Regions from separate parts of the Gossypium hirsutum genome. Here region 2 is linked to region 1. A link is a contact called in public Hi-C data. All regions are on one chromosome and are shown on one strand. Each heading gives the region's core, a stretch centred on a gene start, on an enhancer-like site or on the middle of the called end of the contact. The rest is flanking DNA. Distances are from core to core; before and after follow the strand shown. Region 1 holds the start of LOC107957115. Region 2 has its middle 3.3 kb from the start of LOC121229785.

Evidence for each region. Hi-C and Micro-C count contacts between places; a contact is called where the count stands out from the background.
Region 2: a contact with region 1 is called in a Hi-C map of leaf, with 3 times the contacts expected there. The contact joins the enhancer-like site here to the promoter of LOC107957115 in region 1. A contact is called at or near these places in 7 of 34 Hi-C or Micro-C datasets (callus, leaf and petal).

The regions. Positions count from the first base shown.
Region 1 is chrA05:95,315,124-95,319,096 of Gossypium_hirsutum_v2.1, reverse strand. LOC107957115 reads right to left here and starts at 2,271. Exons shown (of 5, transcript XM_016892557.2): 1 at 1,636-2,271; 2 at 1,346-1,492; 3 at 661-1,114; 4 at 356-565; 5 at 1-97. The coding sequence starts at 1,415. It overlaps LOC107957114 (adenylosuccinate lyase), which reads right to left. Exons shown (of 10, transcript XM_041114159.1): 8 at 3,905-3,973; 9 at 3,216-3,284; 10 at 2,602-3,082. The coding sequence ends at 2,783.
Region 2 is chrA05:95,642,862-95,646,834 of Gossypium_hirsutum_v2.1, reverse strand. No RefSeq gene overlaps it. Among protein-coding and RNA genes, the nearest start is that of LOC121229785, 3.3 kb to the right of the region's middle. Within about 2 kb of position 1,819, at least 2 of the 9 cell types and tissues checked have an H3K27ac peak or open chromatin away from gene starts, as enhancers often do.

The DNA.
Region 1 (3,973 bases), core at 1,022-3,521:
GCTAATGACACTGATTATTTGAGTGCCTCCTTCTTTCATTGCTGTTCTTCGTCTACTAAAGTATTCCCATGTTTCCGTTTCCATTTCGCTATCTGACCTGCATTATTTTCCTGAAAAGCTTAGCTCAATCACTTTTAAGAAGTGACATCACGTGGTTTAGTATTCGAATCTCAACTTCTATAACCCTTTTTCCATATCTCCAAGCAGCAGCCTCTTTTGTCCCCGAAAAATCTTGCAAGAAACAACGCAGTAGAAAAGAAAAACTTTCTCTATGACTCGAGATGGTTATCATGCAACTACTTATGCACATAAGACCAAAATTTTGAAAAAGAAAAAGTGCAAGTACCAACATTACCTCATAATCAAAGAAGACCAACCATTAAATCCCACAGCCTTGAGCTGTTCAGCAGTAACATTTCGCTGTCTCTCAGGCTTCCTTGATAATAGAATCAAAGACCATCCTCTTGACTTAAGCTTCACATACAATTCCAGTATTCGCCAGTGCTTCAGATTGGCTGCATCTTCGATGGAACCACTTGGTTTGTTAGAGCCATATTGGTTGAACCTGAGCCAAAACATGAGTTTAATCTGGTTTAAGTAATTTATTAACAGGAAAATGACAAAGTCCCAAGTAACATAGAAAAAAATAAGCGGAATTACTGTTGCTGGTGCATTGATTGATAGGTGTATGTATGATTTGAAGCAAGGATGTCATCTATGTCTATTAACACAGCATCCAAATGATTGTCCGATGGTGAAATAGTATCGAAGAAGCTCTCAATCATCGAAATCATGAAATTTAAGTCTCGTTCGTATTCTCCCCCTTCGATATAATGAATGGCTAGATTCCAGCAGACTGGAGGAATCTCGGGTTCTTCCAAGCTGTTGAGTTCCCCATGTAAAGCAAAAGCCTTGCAATAATGGTAGCTATCACTTGCTTTCTCAATCTCCACCACTCCCTTGCTCCTACTTTCACAGGATCGCAACATTACTGCTAATGTTACAAGTAAAGTTACTGAAAGAACACCAACAATTAGAAGACCAGCAATGAAGATTGTTGCAGCAAAAGATTTCATGTAGAATCCCGACTCCAACACATATTGGCTTCCACTCTCTGTCAAGAACGACCGAGATTAATACGTATTTATATCGAACATCGGAAGGTTTAGCAGTAGGAACCATAAAAACGAAATGAGTTAAGCAGTCAACCCATTAAAACAATGTTGCATACAAAATATTTGGATTAATTAACAATCCAGTCATGCCAAATGAATGGTTAAAAGCCTCTGAGAAAAGGGTATTGGAATTGAAAGAACTGTTGGGATCTAATAAAGAAGTGCCTTACCAGTATCTTCCCTACTCAAGAGACTCTGAGAGGAGAACTCCCGTTCCATTTGATGGCCATAAGCTGACATTGTGATTCAGTCAAGCCAGATTCATATCAGGGCTGCAAAATTCTGCCCAGATCCCTTCAAAATCATTGAAGGGTCACCTGAAACGACAAATAACAATCAACTGATATAGAAGATTCCACCCCCCCCCCCCGCCCCAAAACAAACCCCTTTAACCATATGGTGGCAATCACTGATATGATAAATCAAGACAAAAAATCCCAACTTTACAGCTGCAACTTACAAGCAGCTTCATGATCTACCATGGTCTGAGCTAGCACTCAAACTTCATTGCCCTCTTGACAAGGAATCAAGTTTCCATTTTTATCAAGAATATCTTTCTAAGGAAGGAAAGGGTCCATAACCATTTGACTTTCTAGATATAATACTAATAATCATTAAAGTCCAAAATTTGCTGATCAACTCATTGCTTCACAGTAGCAATTTGGTAAAAAATAAAATAAAAACAACAATTAAGAAAAAGAAATAACTTCATACCCAAATTACCATGAGTTAATAACAAAACAGAATTGAATTCTGATGCAATTAATAATGCAAAAACTGGGTTTATTTTTGTTCCTCATTATCTTAAAGTTAAACAATACAAGGAAAGGCAAAGAGACAAGAGAAGAGAGAGAACCTGAGAGAGGCTTTCGAAGGCTTTTACCTGTAGAGGATAAGAAAATGAAAACCTGACAACAAAAACGACTGTATCTCTTTCGTAGAGAAGCTTCCTTCTTTGTACTGTGTGGATCATTGTTAACGGCTTCTTTCCAAGGACGACGATGACTTTAAACATGACAGATTGCGTAGTGTTTTTACTTTAAAATCGGGGGTAGTTTTGACAACAAGGAGATTATTCCAGGGTTTTACTTGCAATTTTGTTTAAAAGCAGAGAATTTGATTAAATATAGTTGGTATGATAATTCTTGGGCTCCACCATCTCAATCATGCAATGTATTTTTGTAGTGTATGCTCCACCAATTATGTTGTTAAAAAAGAATATATTTGATGATGATGTTTTTGCTAGTCAAAAGATTCTGCCGTGATAAAGTGTACAAGAAACTCTATAGGTACACCTGGTGAAAATCTCTGTACAGACTGGTTCATATCATCATATTCATGCTTATTTTTGCTATTATTATGTTGACATGTGTTATGTCTCATATGTCGCATTCAATACAAAGTCTTCATCAGTTAGTGGAGAACGTGACAGCAATTCAAGTTAATTTTCATTATTAAGATTGCTTACAAAATCTCAGCTCAGAGTTCATGACACCATATGAACATGACATGATAATCACTTCCACCAGTAGGGATTTGTCTCACCTTGTACCCTCTCTGAATTTGTTTTTTTCAAAGAATAGCTACCACATTTATCATCTTAATACTTAACCAGTCTCATATGGTGCAACAATATGACTAAGTTTCTTGGCTAATTCTTTCAACGACATGTTTTCCAAAACCTCAGAACCGTTTATCACGTTCACAGCTGAATCCACAGTCTTGGCTAATTCAACGGCTGCACCCACGTAGGAATGTGGCGTTAACTTCAAAAGATGAGTCTTAGCTTCTTCGGGTAATTCCAAGCCTTCAATAAATTCCCTTATACTTTCTTTGGTAACTGCTCTCCCCCTAGTAAGCTCCTTCAGCTTCTCGTAAGGCTCTGGAACACCATATCTACGCATGACCTACAGATCAAGTTAAAAAGAGAAACAAAAAGATGAATCAAAATACTATCCATCTAGCCTCTATTACTTTGCGCTTACAAAAAAATTGAAACAGAAAAGGGCATTCAATAAATGTAGATCAGAAGATACATACAGTCTGAATTGGCTCCGCAAGTACCTCCCATGCCTGGTTCAAGTCTTCGCTTAACCGAGCTTCATTGACCTGGAATCAAAAGGGAGCTTAAGAGAGATGGTAGTATGCAGTAAAGCACCCAAAACTACAATTTAGAGAAGGATTAGCAAGGGCTTTTGCATCACAGGTGATATCAAGCGGCTAACTATCACTAGTTGAAGAAAATAAACTAACGTGCCTTACCACAAGTCATAGATGTATCATGAAGTCAAAATTTTCACAAAGATTTAAAAATGCCCCAAGTCCTTGTACTCTTTTTAGACTTTTTAAAATTTAATACTTTAGCTTTTATTTCCAGGAATTTAGTCCCTCATTTGTCAAATTTGAAAATTAAAATCCAACAGATAACAAAATCAATGGATTATCGTTAAATTTGAAAATGTGACATTTGAACATTCAAACTTTTAAATAAGTTAAGTCCAATTGATACTCAAATTTAACATAAGTCAATTAACAGCGTTATCCCTCGGATTTTAAACCCTAAGAACTAAAAGCAGAGGGACTAAATATCGAAGTCCAAGGAGTACAGGGGCAAGGGCATAATTAGACCTTTCACAAACTAATAACCAAATACAGGACTTAATTAACAAGAACCTTTGGCACTAAAATACACTTAAAGGAGATCAGAACCTTCATGTTATGCAACATACCTGGAGCTTTCCTATTCCTTGCAGCGCACTTTTGTAAGCAAGAAGGGAATGACCAAGTCCTCCCCCCAT
Region 2 (3,973 bases), core at 570-3,069, 330 kb before region 1:
AAAATAAAAGGATGACATGCATACTAGAGTTAACATATTATGCAAAAATTACATTTTGAGCAAAAATTCGCTTAAGCACACCTTTATCAAAGAATCAATTTTCGAAAAGTATCAAAATATAATTTCTCGAAAAAATATAGAAAAAATTAAAATATCAAAGAAATTATAGCATGGTCCCCCTACTAAATAGAAACAATGTCCTTAGTGCCTAAAAGTATATAGCAGAAGAGACAAAATCAAAAAAATGAATGTGAGCTATGCACCAGGTAGGCTCCCAAGAAAGGAAGGTGAGTCTCATTCGACTGCTTAAATACCCAGTCTTTCCTTGCCAGGGCTTATCCTAGACATGCACATTCACATTACAATACTTCTCATTTTTTAAAAGAATAATTTACAAATTAACTCAATTTTATTCATAATTGCAACTTAAAAAAATTATTACACAGAAAAACTTAAAGGAATAGAACAAAAAAAAAACAAAAATCCCCCCAATTAGTTGTTCATTCTATCAAACTCTGTCCCTTCATCCATGTTATCAACTAATATGAATCCGATTACGAGTTTAGAATTTGACCCATGATTTGATATGCCTATTCGTCTAAATAGGTACTTTCTCGGAAAAAAAGGGAAGTTAAGCTTAGAACTTGAAATGTATTTAGGGTATTGGAAGAACGGAATGAATAAAAATTGATAAAACGAAACTTGATCCAAAAATGAACCAGCACTATAAAACAGTGTGACTTGATTTCTACAAAGCAAAGTTAAGTCTTAACAAGTTAGTTGCTTTAAGAAAGATCGCTACCTATTATCTATATTGAGATAGGAACCAACGATATAGGATGATCGTTACACTTCAAAAAGAGTTGAGAAGGGAAGCGATAGGATCTATTAATCAACACCGCATGAAGGTAAGTTCATGATAAGTTTGATTTTATTTCTAAAAAGAAGAAAGAGTATAAACTCAGTTTGAGTTTCAAAGTTGATTGATTGGTTTATTCACTCTTCCAAAGTGACCTAGACCGAATATTTATAGGACTTGAAAAATGCCTCTTCAAAACCGGCCATATATGTATCCCTTAGGTACAAAGTATTTTCACATTACATGAACCCACATTTAATGCTTGGAAATTCAGCATTCATTCCCCCTTGTGTCGTCCGTGCATCCTTAGCCCTTAAGCAATGTTTGTTCATATTTAAGCATTTAATTAGCAGGAAAAATCCATGCACATGCATCCAAATTGAATGGTCCCTTCATGCACTCCTTAATGGCCGAATATCCATGCATGGAAATAGGAGATGGATTGGCTTAAGCTACTGGTTCATGAACATTTCCTCTCATACATTCATCTCCACTTGACCATTAAAATGCCTTCATGAATCAGCCTTTAAGTGACCGAAAACTCCATGCATCTTCATGTAGTTGAATGGCCCTTGGATCATCACTTGAATGGTTACATTTGTTCCCCAAACTAGCCGCCCATTGCTGTTCCTTTCGAGCACAATAAACAACATTTACGACACTTTAAATATGATAATAAAGCTGCAATAAAATTGGGCAAATTTAATAGCTAAATTAGAACATATTTAAAATGCAATTAAAGTGAATAAATAAACTAACAACTAATTTAACTAAAAACCACCAAAATTAAAGTTTAGCAATCATGAGCTGAGGGAAATTAAATAAATGAAAAACTAGTTGTGGGAAAGCAACCAAACAATCTTGTTAGACTTAATTCATCACGTGCAACAAGTTGCACGAACCTGGATCCTTAACTGGAGCCAAATAGTTGCTGAGCGGATTGGGTTCAGCCAATAGATGTTGAATTAGGCCTATGAATGACTCCTTCATTATCTTGGCCCTAGCTCGCGTAGGCATCACGAATCATTCTTTGTTCTGACAATTCTTCTAGATTCGAGCCAAATGTTTCGGGATTGGGCTTCTTGAGGTTGGGCCTATAAGTTGTATACGAGATCACGTCATCAACATCCTACCTAGGTGTAGCAAAATCCTCAAGTTCGATTCTGCGAGTCGGGTTCCAGGGCTAGAAGATGAAATATTTTCCTTTTGAGTCAGAAATTCTCTCTGACAGTAACGAGTACCTTGCCTCAAAAGCGTCCATTTAGCTCCAAGAACTGTGACTACTTTCAAAACATCTTGAATTTTTTTCGCATTAACATCTTCACATAGGGTCGAGTAATCATCGTTCTCAATATCAGGCAAATCAAACAAGCCATTGATGACTAATGTTGTTAGAAACAATTCCCTTTCTCGAATCTGCAATATTGTTACTGTAGACAGATTAAAATGAGACTAAAATTCTTGAACAATACCTTCATCCGAAAGATTTTAGACATCAAAAAATACTTTCCATCCCCGTTCATTAACGACCTCCTGAATGAATGCCGGCGCATCGGCATCGTTATTACCAGTAAGCTGGAAACCCTTATCCAGGAGCATCGGTTTTTCTTAAAGATCGTAATATATCGTGCTCTTGCACCCAGAGCAGAACAAGGGTTGGATTTCATCAGTCTGAATATTCACTCTTTTCCATTTCCGAGACATAATACTCTTGTTTATGTGCAAGGAGATCTGGTCGCTTAGCCGCTTAGGGTGGTTGTCGTTTATTTCTGATACAAAGAGCTGCTACTACTGGCTATGTGACTAGGTCGTGGCAAGGGAGTGGAGCGGATGGATGCTACAATTGGTTTTATGGTGCTTGCGGATGGTGGAAAAAGAGTTGTTGTTCGGTGATGGTGTCACAAAATGGTGGTACGCGACGGTGACGGGGTAAGGGAGGAAGGTGCGGTAGTTTGGCTGTCATGGGTGGTGTAGCAGGCCGCTGATGAATGTGACAATTGATCGTGGAGGGAAAGGCGAGGGCGTGGGATGGGGAAGGCTAGGCGGTGACGCTTGAAGGTGGAGAGAATGAGACAGGGCCGACGATAACTTGGAATGGAAAAGTCAAGGCGACGACGGTTGAGGAAAGAACCCAGGGAAACAAAAAAAAGAAAAGAAACACAGTAATAAAAAGTAAAATAATAATTTGAAAAGAAACACAGTAATAAAAAGTAAAATAATAATTTGAAAAGAAACACAGTAATAAAAAGTAAAATAATAATTTGACCTCTAAGTCAAAAATTAAGCTAACAAGGGATTTCTTTATTATTATTATTATTTATTTACATATTTATATATATTAGGTACATAATAACTAATTTTATTTATTTATGGACTACTCATAAATTTTTTTTTAAATTAGCAGCCTTCCAACATAAAAATCATTACGGATCAATTAAAGTGAGTCAAATAATTTTTCCGCTCAAATTCACCGATTTGACAATGTTTCAACCATTGACCACTTACCTTAAATCTTACCTACAAAAAGAAAGGCTTGATTGACAGTGGAATTCTCATGCCATCGAAGTTTAAGTTTTACCTAGATCAAATACCCAAGATTGGGTCAACCTTCACTAACCCTCGATAGTCAAAATTATTCTAGCAGTGGTAAATGATCCTAACTCCCGGGACTTCAGTTTTCCTGGATCAAATACTCACGTTCGGAACCGTCTTTTCTAACCTTTATTGGACTCATCTTCATAATCTTTTGGCAATCTTCTGTGTGTATACCAATAACAACTGTTACCTTAAGTATCTGTAATATGACATTCGATATCCTTCTTGTGCCTTTTCAAGTTCATAGGTAACTCTACTTCCTGATTGTCTTGTACTCGCATTGTGAATTCCCCTTTCTAAACATCTATCCCAATTGCCAAAAATGGTCTTCCCAAAATGGTAGGGACTTTTTTATCTACTTCAAAATCCAAAATAAAGAAGTCAGCGGGAAAAATAAATTTGTCAGCACGTACCAAAACATCTTCAATCTTTCCCTCCAGATATGTTATCGACTTGTCTGCCAATTGAAGTGTAATAGTTGTTGGTCTAACCTCACCAATCCCTCATCGCTTAAACACA